3 separate regions of the Mus musculus genome follow, and regions 1 and 2 are each linked to region 3. A link is a contact called in public ChIA-PET data. All regions are on one chromosome and are shown on one strand. The core of a region is the stretch at or near the end of the contact, and the rest is flanking DNA. Distances in the headings are between cores, read along the strand shown. Region 1 overlaps Hlcs (holocarboxylase synthetase (biotin- [propriony-Coenzyme A-carboxylase (ATP-hydrolysing)] ligase)). Region 2 overlaps Hlcs (holocarboxylase synthetase (biotin- [propriony-Coenzyme A-carboxylase (ATP-hydrolysing)] ligase)). Region 3 overlaps Gm31175 (a long non-coding RNA gene).

Region 1 (3,764 bases), core at 755-3,254, 160 kb after region 3:
GAGGTCAGTAACTGTTAACTGAGCCTGTGACAGGAGAGACTCGTTGTGGCTGTTCAGACGCAATGGGGCACAGGCGGACTGCAGTGGGTGGCTGGCCTTTCAGATCTAAGAGAAAATGGGTCTGGAAAACACTGTCCACCTGATGCGGGGCATGGGAGATGCCCTCACTTCCACAAATGCCCCTAAGGTTGGCAGCCACCGGTGAAAGGAGGAAAAAAGGGCCCAAAATAAGGGCTGTGCAAGCATTCTACGGGCCTCCCGCAGGAGTGCAGGTTCTCGCCTGAGATTCACAGTCGCGGATCACAACACCCAAGCATCTTGGATCTCCTCTACAGATATCGAGGAAAGCTAAAAGTCAGATTATATCTTGTTTGGTTCGTTTGAGATGACAAAGCTCCATGGATTGTTTTCAAAAGTGGAGAGGACACTAAACGAAGGAGAGAGGATTAAAAGCTCCAGAAAAGGGAGAAGGCAGAACTTGCATAAGCTTCTACCTCGCACTCTGCACCTCGTTCCAAGCATAAGGACCCTCCCTCATGGGGCCAGGCAGAGCCTAGGTGTTACCTGCTGACCAGCCAAACAAGCTTGGAAGGAACTCTAAGGTCTAAAATGTTAGTAAGACCTCACCTGAGACAGCGTCCTCCCCCTCTGCTGAACTTTCCCCTCCCTCCACCGTCCTGGGCCTCTCAAGCCTCCAGATGGCTCTGTGGGCCGGGGCGGCTCCCAGGGCAGCTGAGTTCTTACTGCAGTGCCACCAACTCCTCTGCAGTCCATGGAGTTACTGACTTAAACAGCCAACCAGTTATTTAACCAGTATTCAGACAGGGCTTCACATATTCCAAGCTGGTCTTGGAATCTACTACACACTTGAAGACAGCCTTGGGTTCCCAATCTTCCAGCCTCTGCCTCCCAAAAGCTGAGATGGCAGGTGGGTACTACCACACTGGGCCATCCCAGCTCCCCCAAAGTCTGGCTGTTTGGCTTGGAAGTGACCCCAGGACACAGTTCCTTCCAGGGGAAGCATTTAAACATTCACCCAGACAACTGCTCCCCACTTCCACCCACGACAGTGGCTACTTAGTATGAGAGGGCCACGGGGCCCACGCAGATTTCCCTGGGTGCCAGAGGGAGTTCTGGCCATCCGTCCCTAGGGCAACCCTGGAGAAGTCGAGAACTTCGCATGACACCGTGTGCTGTGAATAAGACTCTCCCGTGGCATGGAACATCCGCAGGGAAAAGCGAGTTTACCTTCCGACTGAACAGCACCTCCAGGAGGCATAAAGGGCTTAAAGGAGAGAACGTGAGAGCTCAAAATAAAAGAAGTCAGCCAGCAAGGGAGTATCCCAGCCTGAAGGACTTCAGGTACCTTCCTGTCCAGCCTCCATGCAAGCCCTAAGGCTGGGAAAGCCCCTGTGGCTACTTGTATGTAGATTCCTGTATTTACCTCATTTGAGAAGGAGTTTATTACTTAAAAAAATAAGCTCCTTCCCAGCACTCGGGAGGCAGAGGCAGGCGGATTTCTGAGTTCGAGGCCAGCCTGGTCGACAAAGTGAATTCCAGGACAGCCAGGGCTACACAGAGAAACCCTGTCTCGAAAAACAAAAACAAAAAACAAAAACAAAACAAAAAACAAAAAAACAAACAAAATAAGCTCCTAACAGTGGGGGTGGGGCTGTCCCTGACTCTTTTGCCTACTTGTAGGACCCTTTTCCTCCTACTGGCTGCCTTGTCCAGCCTAGACGTAATGATATGTGCTAGGTCTTACTGTAATGACTCTGGTGGGTTGATGTCCCTGGGAGACCTGATCTTTTCTGAGGAGAGGCAGAGGTGGGGAGGAAGAGACGGGGAGGCATGGGGTGGGAGGGAGAACTGTGGTTGGGATGTGATATATGAGAAAAGAATAAAAAGAAAGAATTGCAATATTAGACATTCTTAAGCCACAGATACAGCATAGCCCTCTCACCTTACAAACAAGGAAGCTGGCCCAGACAGGCTGAGAGAGTCACTTTGCACCCCAGGCTGTTAAAAGTAGCCCAAGGTTTCCAGGCTGTTAACATGGCCACCTGCCCCACCAGGCACTTTCGGTTTTGGGTAAACGCTGCACACATACACACACATTCTCCAGCTCCAAACTGTGAAAACTCCATTACCATTCCGGTGACCTCTGGAACCCACAGGCAGGACTAGGCTCCCATCCTCTCTGGACTCTTCCTGCTCCCCATGCCCTTCCCACGGCCTAGGAGAAGCTCCTCTACCAGCCACTGACCTCACCCTTCTCCTTGCTAATTTGAATACTCTTCGGGGAGTGTTAGCATTTTGTCTAAACTGAAAATGATGAATGACTTCTTGTGCAACGCAGAAAGTATGTGGCTTTGGGCTCTCCAAGTGACGGAATACCCTCCATGCAGAAACAGACCTCTCTGTCCCCGAGGTGTGCCCGCGTATAAGAACCTGGTAAGGGGCAGGTGAGAACCATGAAGCTCTTGCTCCAAAACAGGTGTTTTATTTGAAAGAAAAACAAAGGTTGTAAATAAGCCTTAAAACAAACTCAGGAAAGAGGAAGTGAGGAGAGGCGACCTAACAAACAGGGGAAATAGCTGCTTCATTACCCAACACGATATTACAGTTATTTTTTCTTTACACATTTACAGGGTTTTAATACAATGCATTTGTAAACCCACCCACTGCTCAGCCTCTGTCTCCATACTACGTGGACACAGGTGAGTGAGTGGTCACACCTCCGAGAACACACTCGTGAACACGCCATTCTAAACCTGTCTAAACTGTTCCTAATTAGGACTCGTGTTAACCCCTAAACCAACGTTTGAGAAGTTTTTCTTATCACATGTGTCTGACTGCACCAGACCTGTAGACCTACTCACAGCCTCCCCTGGCTGTAGGCTCACAGCCTTCTCGGGGAGTAGTCTTAGGCTCGCCACCCAGTGATGTGTCCACCTAGGACCAGAAGTACAACCGGATCTCATGCTGGTCAGAAATCATGTTAAGCATTAAAGAAAAACTCTAAATATTCCGAGTCTTGCTTTTTCTCAGTTTCCACATCAATGGCTGGCTGTGTGTACTCTCCAAGAAAGGAATGCGATCATCTTGGTTACAGACAAACAGATTAAACGACTGCCGACCAACCTTCCACCTTCACACCACATGCCCTCCCTGCAAAGGGCCGAGCACACAGCTACCTTTCCTAGTGGCATGAACAGGCACCGACGAACCTGACATTTTCACAACTCATGGGAAGTCATGAGATCTGGCCTGGGCCCCAGTAGCCAAACATCCCTGGCTGACTTGCCAGGACATAGCCAGATGTCTAGTGAGCATATCCGGGTTGGCCCAGGTCAGGTCATGGCTCTGTTACTATGGGCTAACTTGTCTGTACCCTATAGACTCCAGATAAAACACTTCCAGCCACCAGAGGGGTTCAGGTCACTTGTAAATGGCAGCCGCCTCTATAGCTTCTTTCTCTAAGATGAGCGTGAGCTACAAGGATGAGGTTTTAACCACGTCCTCCAGATTGATTCCCTTATTGGCTGTTTCTCTTTATTAAAGATTTATTTATTCCATGTGATTACACTGTCGCAGTCTTCAGACACACCAGAAGGTGGCATCGGATCCCATTATAGATGGTTGTGAGCCACCATGTGGTTGCTGGGAATTGAACTCAGGACCTCTGGAAGAGCAGTCAGTGCTCTTAACCTCTGAGCCATCTCTCCAGCCCTTGGCTGTTTCTCTCTCTCTCTTTTTTTTTT
Region 2 (3,642 bases), core at 632-3,131, 190 kb after region 3:
GGCTGACAGGAAGGCCACCATGTAATGCTAGCCCATAATGTATCTTACATCAAGCGTTCGGCCCGTCAGCCTGACCTTCGCTGGCCCCTGTATGGGTTTATTCATGGAGAAGTAGTGCGGAGGGTTCTGGGTCACCCCAGCAGGAACAGGGCTCCAGTCGTGACTAGTCCAGCAACGCCTTCTGCTCACACGGGTGAGCACCAGTGAGGCACCCACACACCAACCCTGGAGCTCACTAGTAAGCCGGGCAGCCATGACTGTGACATGCCACTCACAGGAGTCAAACAGCCCACTGGCAACGCTACACCCCCTAAACCAGCGGTTCCCAACCCTCCCAATGCTGCGACCCTTTAGTATAGTTCCTCATGCTCTGGTGACCCCCAACCATAAAATTATCTCAATGCCGCTTTATAACTGAAGTTTTGCTACTGTCATGAATCAAAATATAAATATCTGATATGGAGGATATTTGCTACCCAGATTGAGGATGACTGCTCCCAATAATTAAGTCAGATGTCAAATTTCAACCAAGTGTCAGAGTCCAAACAATCAGGTTTTAAGTACATGTGAGAGGCTTCCAAAGTTGATGACACACTAGCTTGTTTTTTTACTTATTAATAACTAGCTTGGCTCAATATGAAAGTAACATACATCTATCATAGACAATTTTGAAAAATATAAAGAAAACTTTGAAGTGTTATTAAATTACATTAAGCTTACCACCAGAATGTGTATGTATGTATGTATGTATATATATATATATATATGTATATGTATATGTATATGTATATGTATATATATATACACACACACATATATATGCATTTGTACATGTGTGTATGTTTGTATATAAGTGTGTTTGTGTGTGTATATGTGTTTGTGTATGTATATGTTTGTTTGTGCATGTATGTATATGTATATGTATGTGTATGTGTATACATGTACACGTGCATATGTGTATGTGTATACACGTGTATGTTTTTGTGTGTACATGTGTGTGCATGTGCTTGTGTGTGCATGTGTGTATACGTATGTGTATACACGTGTATATGTTTTTGTGTGTACATGTGTGTGCATGTGCTTGTGTGTGCATGTGTGTATACGTATGTGTATTGTGTGTGCGTATACATGTGCATATGTCTACACACCGTGGCTCTTCCAGTCTTCTTTTAGTGGACCCAGGTACACAGCATGCGGTGTTGTTGGTTTTCAATATACTGGCCTCAGCTGCAGGCCTGACCTTCCACCTGTCCCTGGGAGGATGGATCAGATGTAAAGACCCATGTCGGAAGGAAGGCAGCGTGGCAAGGGAGCCGCCCCTCAGCAGAGCCCTGCTTTGCCCTGCCTTCCCAGTGGTCTCACCAGTCACCATGGTGGGGCTTTACTAAGGTGGTCCAATGCAGGTCTTGGTGTTCAGGTAGGAAGGGAATTCTCAGCAAATAGCGGACACCAAGGGTCCCCAGTTTCTCTTTGTATCACGGTGGGTGACACAGAAACATGGGGTGGAGGGGATGTCATAAATCTTGCGAGCTTCTTGCCGTCAAGAGCAGCGTCAGGGCTCAACGCTGAGTAAACACAGCTGCTCCTCAGTGGAGGTATTTAGATAATTTCTCTATTTATTTTGTTCTTTCACGTCTTGTACTAGAACGGGACTTAATATTGAATAAATGTTGAATGAATGGATGGATTTTATGAACTGTGGCATTGAAATGACTTCTACAGACCCAAAAGAAAGTGCCACCAATATAGTAGAAAATGTCCAAATTACACTATGTGACACTGATATATGGAGAATAAATTAAATTTCTGAACAGTTACAGTTAGAGGGGGTTTGTAACTCAAGTTGCCTAGCTCAGCAGCGACATCATGTGGTGAGAGCGTGGGTTTCCATGAGCAGAGAGCTTTACAGGAAGCAGGAAGTCTGCACAAACTCCTAAGGCATGCGGCAGGTCCAATGGATGGGAAAGGCCAGGATCCTCCTCCTGTACCTTTCATCCAAGAGAGGTCAATGAGACCTACTGTGCACAGATGCAGGAAGAGAGGTCAGTGAGACCTACTGTGCACAGATGTATGAAGAGAGGTCAGTGAGACCTACTGTGCACAGATGCAGGAAGAGAGGTCAGTGAGACCTACTGTGCACAGATGCAGGAAGGAAAATCAAATTGCCTCTTGGGTTTATAAACTGAGCTGCACAGGAACTTGAAGTGGCAGCCTCAGCATCGGGACAAGGGCAGGGCGAATCTTCTGTCTGCCCCCCGCCCTCCGCCCAAAAAAACCCACCTCTTACTGTTTCTATTTTCAAATAGTTTGGAGAACTTTTGCTCCAAGAAAACACAACACTTGATCAGTACTAGAAAAGGAAAAAACCCTGACCTCTGATCAGAGCGTTGAGAAATAACATCAACAAAGACACACCACGGTCACATGTGTGCTCAGTGCCCTGAATTCTCAACGTGAAACAGAAGTCAGTAAGAATGAAGCAGCCAGGAGGAATGACCATCCTCAGAGCTGACCTCAAGTCCATGAGGGAGACCGGGACCCGGAAAGAATCTCAAAACTATTCTTGCCAAGACTACATGTGTATGCTAGACAGAGCAAACATTGGCTTTCCCCTTTGACAAGAACTTCATCCCGTGGATCGTAAGTGGGTAAGCTAGCATTCCTCCAGCCAGCAAATGCCACCCCCACTGCCACTGGCTGCCACTGGACATTTTAAAGAGTCGAATTCACTCTATCTGCGTGTCTGCACACACATGTGTGCAAGTGAGTGTACATGTGTGTGGACACGTGTAGAACATGTGTGTGGTCACGTGTAGAAGCCACACGTCCTCTCATTTGTTCACCGCTGTATGTACCGAGGCGGGGTCTCTTGCTGAGCCCAGAGCTAGACAATCTGGCTCGTCAGCTTGCAGAGAGGCCCACCTCCACTCCCCACAGGCTGCAACTGCAGGCAGGCTGCTGTACCTATCCAGCTTTTTATGCAGATGTTGAGGGCACCAAGTAAGGCCCCATTGCGAAGACATCCAGAGCTTGTCCACAGTGTGTCCTCCTCAGTGCAAGAGCTGAGAGACTAAATACCCATTGCTCTTCAGGCAAAAAACTGCAGCTTAGGTATTTTAGCTGTACATGTTCTACCTAAAGAGTAGAACCTTCCCAGGAAAAGAAAACCCAAGGCTATCTTTCCTCTTCATTTCTCTGCTGTGGTCAAAAGGCCTACAGTCAGGCCTGGGAAAAGGGCAAGCAGACCAGGGGCAAGCCAGCCAGCGTTGCCCTCTGACCACTCAGGCTGCAAGCTTGCAGGGATCACACACTTAACCCCATCTCCAGTTCAATCCTCAATGCTCAGGAGAGGAAGGAAGGAGAGGGCCTAGGAGGCTGACGGTCATATTCCACTGAAGACAGGTGGCCTTGGCCCACACGGACAAGAACCTAAAGCTCTGAGGACTGCTGGCTCTACTTGGTAATTTTATGCCATAAATCACAGTCATAAGTTTTGCCATATGAACTGAACATGAAACAGCAATGAGTAACTTGGAGTTGGAATTCCTATGATGAAGACACAAACAAAAGCCATATGATTAATGCATTAGAAATGGTGCGAACTGCGGAGCCGGGCTTGGTGGCTCACATCTGCTGAGGCAG
Region 3 (3,695 bases), core at 30-2,529:
GCTCAATGCTGTCGTCTGGTCTCCTCAGCTCCTGCAATTGAATGGTCCACATAAATTCATGCAAGCATACATGTATACAGAGCAAATCCTCACACATACACAACAATAAAATAAATAAATGTAATTTTATAATTTTCATGTGGCTTTACTAGAATATTAAGTGAATTAAAGGCCCCATCCTAGGATGTTAGAGAGGATCTACTACTACCAAAGCTGCAAACCCAGCACTCAGGAACTAGAGGCAGAAAGACCTGGGTTCAAGGTCATCTCAGCTAGGAAGCTCCTTTCTTTACAAAAACAAAAATGAGATTTATGTATTTTATGTATGTGAGTATACTGTCTCTTTCTTCAGACACTCCAGCAGAGGGCATCAGATCTCATTACAGATGGTTGTGAGCCACCATGTGGTTGCTGGGAATTGAACTCAGGACCTCTGGAAGAGGTGCTCTTAACCTCGGAGCCAGCTCTCCAGCCCTAGGAGGCTCGTTCTAGTTAACCAAAGCTCAGCTGGTAAAGGGGGCTTCCTAACATACACAAGCCTGGGGTTCCTTCCCAGCACTATGTGCACAGGGAGTAGTAACATGGAGCCCGCCCAGCAGGTAGAGGCAGGGCAGATGTTCAAGGTCACTTGGTGTGATAGTGCATGCCTTTAATCCCAGCCTGGTCTACAGAGCCAGTTCCAGTACAGCCAGAGCTACATGGAGAAACTCTGTCTAAAAAAAAAAAAAATCAAGGTCATTGTTTGGTCACACAGCAAGTTCAAGATCACCCTGGGCTACTCTTTAAAGGCTGTACCTTGAAACGGACTGGAGGGTTAATTAACTTCCCTGGGTTTCACTTTTGTCAATCTGTAAAATCGGCTCGTAACGCCACCAGCATCAGAGAGCCTGAGGTCTGTACAAAGTAAAGGTGTAGCACACTGCCCCTCTGTAGGAAGCCCCAGTGCTCACTGCCCCTGTAGGAAGCTCCTGTGCTCAATGCCCCTCTGTGGGAAGCTCCTCCCTCTGTAGGACGCCCCACCCTCTGTAGGAAGGAAGCCCCACCCTCTGTAGGAAGGAAGCCCCTGTGCTCACATCTCAGCTGACCAAGCCAATAGCTAGTCTTTCGGTTGTCCTTCGACTGTGGTGGTTTGAACGAGAAATGCTCCCATAGGCTCACGTATTGAACACTTGGTTTCCAGCTGGTGGTGGATCTGCTTGGGAAGACTTTAGACAGTGCCGCCTTATGAGAGGAAGTGCGTCATCACTGGAGTTTGGCTCGGAGAGTCTGAAAAGCTCAGCATTACAGTTCATTCCATCTGCTTCCTGCTCCCGCAGGCCACGCCTCCCTACCATGGTGGACTCTCTAGAACAAGAAGCCAAATGAACCTTTCCTTTTATAAACTGCCTTGGTCATGGTGATTTATCTCGGCAGCCGGAAGGCACTAACGACAACGGCGCCCTTTTGGTCTGCGCTGCCTCTAAACCCTGAAGGCGGTTCTGGAGGTTCTGCGTGGCGCTGACTGCTCTGTTTCACAAGCCCTCTCTTCCTTTGCATCTCAGCTGTATCCCTTTGCCAAGTGACCATTTCAACAGAGACACAACCTCCTTTTCCAAACACAGTGAGAAGGGAGGGGATGGGACCTAACTAGCACTCCCTTAAAATCTAAAGTTTCCAAAATACTACACCTGAGGGAGTCCCTGTGAACACTCCTGCTTAGAATAGAAGAAGGACGGACGTCTCTGACTTCTTCTGACTCTGTCTGTCTGTGAAGACCAATCGGAACAAGTGTACTAACACAGCTAGAAAAGCTGGAAAAGTGCCAAAGATGCTTGCCCAACGTCAGAGAACAATCCAAATAACATCTATTGCTGGAGAGAAGCTATAGACAAGCAAGCCGAGCTGGCTCTAGAGTCTCTCTTCCCTGTGAACACTATCCAGATCAAGCTCAAGCTGGAGACACTGGGTACTGAGCCAGCCGTATCCATCTAAGAGGCTGGGAGGACTGCATTTGGACTTGGGAAGAGCAGAGCAGCCCAGAGGGGTACAAATTCTTGGAATGAAAAGAAAAAGGAACTTCAGAGATATGAACTTCATAGCCTATGTGGGTTTCCTGCCCAAAGTTGAAAAACAAACAGAAAACCACTGAGAGATGAGAATCTGGGCTCACTTTTCAATATTCTCCTTGTTAGCCAGCCGACTGACTAACTCAAAAGACATCTTCTCTGAACGTCAGAAAAATGATCTTTAGTGAATACATCTTGGGGTGAAGTCATCCTAGATCTGGGGTGTTCTCTGCAGCAGCAACTGTTGTGGTAAGAAGGGTGAGGACAAAGAGCCATGCATCACGTGACAGGGAGTCCGAGACCAAGGCTTGCCTGGGGTCAAAGATGAAAAGGACTGGGGGTGGGGGGGAGCCTGCTGTGCCCTGCTGAGATGCTTAGCCCAGGTTTCCTCGGTAGCCTCAGGAATCCAAGGGAGGTCCTTTCTCTTAGCTATAAGCCTTCCAGTCTGTAGTCATTTCTTCCCATCAGTCCCAGGAAACAGTTCCAGTTTCTTGGTGCTGAAGGTGTAGAACTGAGAACTTGGGCGGCTGTCAGAAAATGGGCAGCCCAGGCTAGGCACTGAGGCCCGGCAGCATCTGACCCCCAGAGAGGAGGAAGCAGCATCAGTCTGAACATGAAACAAATCTTTTTAAGGTGAAGATACTAAGTGTGGTTTTGGATTGGGTGGGATCCAGTGTATTGATCTAACACAAGTACAGTGTGGGTAATTGAAGGCTTCATCTGTCAATCACCTTCCTGTGGTAAAACACCGTAACCAAGGCCTGAGAGAAGAAGGGTTTATTTGGGTTTTGCTTCTGGAGAATAAATGGTGTTGGAGCGGAGGTGGCAGGCGCCTAGAGCAGCCGCTGAGAGCTCACATCTCAAACCACAGACAGAAAGCTCCCCTGCTAAGATACGTAGAGAAACTTCAGAATAAGCAAGAAAGAAAAGGTCTTGTCTTTTAGGATCTGCAAGGCTATTTTCTCCTGTCTTTGGAATAAGGACCTCACACCTTTATTCTGGACTATTCCCCACTGTGTCTTAAGGCAGAGCTCAAGTGAGGAGGAGTCAGGGTAACAGAAGGGAGGGGAGGAGAAGTTGGAGAGATGGCTCAGTGACTAAGACATTTGCTGTTCTTGTAGAGGACCTGGGCTGGGTTCCCAGCACCAAATGGCAGCTCACAACTATTGATAACTACAGTTCTTTGAGATCTGGCGCCCTCTTCTGGCCTTCTTGAACACCAGGCATGTACCACAAATACACACAGGCAAAACACTCATAGGGGTAATGTAAAATAAATCTAAAGGGAGGTTGTAAGTAGAAACTTGCAGCTGAGCTGGAAGTCCACAGTGCATTTTATATTATTTTAAAATTTATTTCCTAAGTGCGTGAGTGTGCCTGATTCCTGGGGAGGTCAGAAGAGGAAGCCAGGTCCTCCAGGACTGGAGTTAGAGACAGTTGTGAGCTGCCACCTGCGTTCTGGGAATCAGCCTCCAGACCTCTGCAAGAGCAGCAAGTGTTCTTAACCTTGTAGCCATCTTTCCAGCTCCATCATGCATTCCTGTACAAGGTGCTGGACTCACACAGAAGCAATCTGAACAGATATGTGTGTCAAGGTTGAGGGGCATGGGAGATAGTTTAGTCAGCAAGATGCTTGAAGCAGAGGAGCGA

Evidence for each region. ChIA-PET counts read pairs in DNA pulled down with a chosen protein or histone mark.
Region 1: an RNA polymerase II ChIA-PET map of memory CD8 T cells shows a contact between it and region 3, with 9 read pairs. The contact joins two enhancer-like sites. A contact is called at or near these places in 13 of 115 datasets of contacts at active chromatin or transcription factors (the HPC-7 cell line, bone marrow-derived macrophages, craniofacial prominence and 7 more) and 3 of 9 other capture datasets (adipose tissue, liver and pancreatic islet).
Region 2: an RNA polymerase II ChIA-PET map of CD8 T cells shows a contact between it and region 3, with 4 times the contacts expected there. The contact joins two enhancer-like sites. A contact is called at or near these places in 1 of 15 datasets of contacts at CTCF or cohesin (large pre-B cells), 11 of 484 Hi-C or Micro-C datasets (CD4 T cells, the HPC-7 cell line, bone marrow-derived macrophages and 4 more), 22 of 115 datasets of contacts at active chromatin or transcription factors (CD8 T cells, the HPC-7 cell line, T-cell acute lymphoblastic leukemia and 13 more) and 3 of 9 other capture datasets (adipose tissue, liver and pancreatic islet).

What each region holds. Positions count from the first base shown.
Region 1 is chr16:94,220,892-94,224,655 of GRCm38.p6, forward strand. All of the region lies in intron 6 of Hlcs (holocarboxylase synthetase (biotin- [propriony-Coenzyme A-carboxylase (ATP-hydrolysing)] ligase)), which reads right to left. Among named protein-coding and RNA genes, the nearest start is that of Hlcs, 68 kb to the right of the region's middle. Within about 2 kb of position 2,005, at least 99 of the 459 cell types and tissues checked have an H3K27ac peak or open chromatin away from gene starts, as enhancers often do. A contact at or near this core is called in memory CD8 T cells, where this site is marked.
Region 2 is chr16:94,257,065-94,260,706 of GRCm38.p6, forward strand. The region is part of intron 5 of Hlcs (holocarboxylase synthetase (biotin- [propriony-Coenzyme A-carboxylase (ATP-hydrolysing)] ligase)); the gene reads right to left. Among named protein-coding and RNA genes, the nearest start is that of Hlcs, 31 kb to the right of the region's middle. Within about 2 kb of position 1,882, at least 11 of the 459 cell types and tissues checked have an H3K27ac peak or open chromatin away from gene starts, as enhancers often do. A contact at or near this core is called in CD8 T cells, where this site is marked.
Region 3 is chr16:94,065,167-94,068,861 of GRCm38.p6, forward strand. All of the region lies in intron 1 of Gm31175 (a long non-coding RNA gene), which reads right to left. Among named protein-coding and RNA genes, the nearest start is that of Gm31175, 18 kb to the right of the region's middle. Within about 2 kb of position 1,280, at least 58 of the 459 cell types and tissues checked have an H3K27ac peak or open chromatin away from gene starts, as enhancers often do. A contact at or near this core is called in CD8 T cells and memory CD8 T cells, where this site is marked.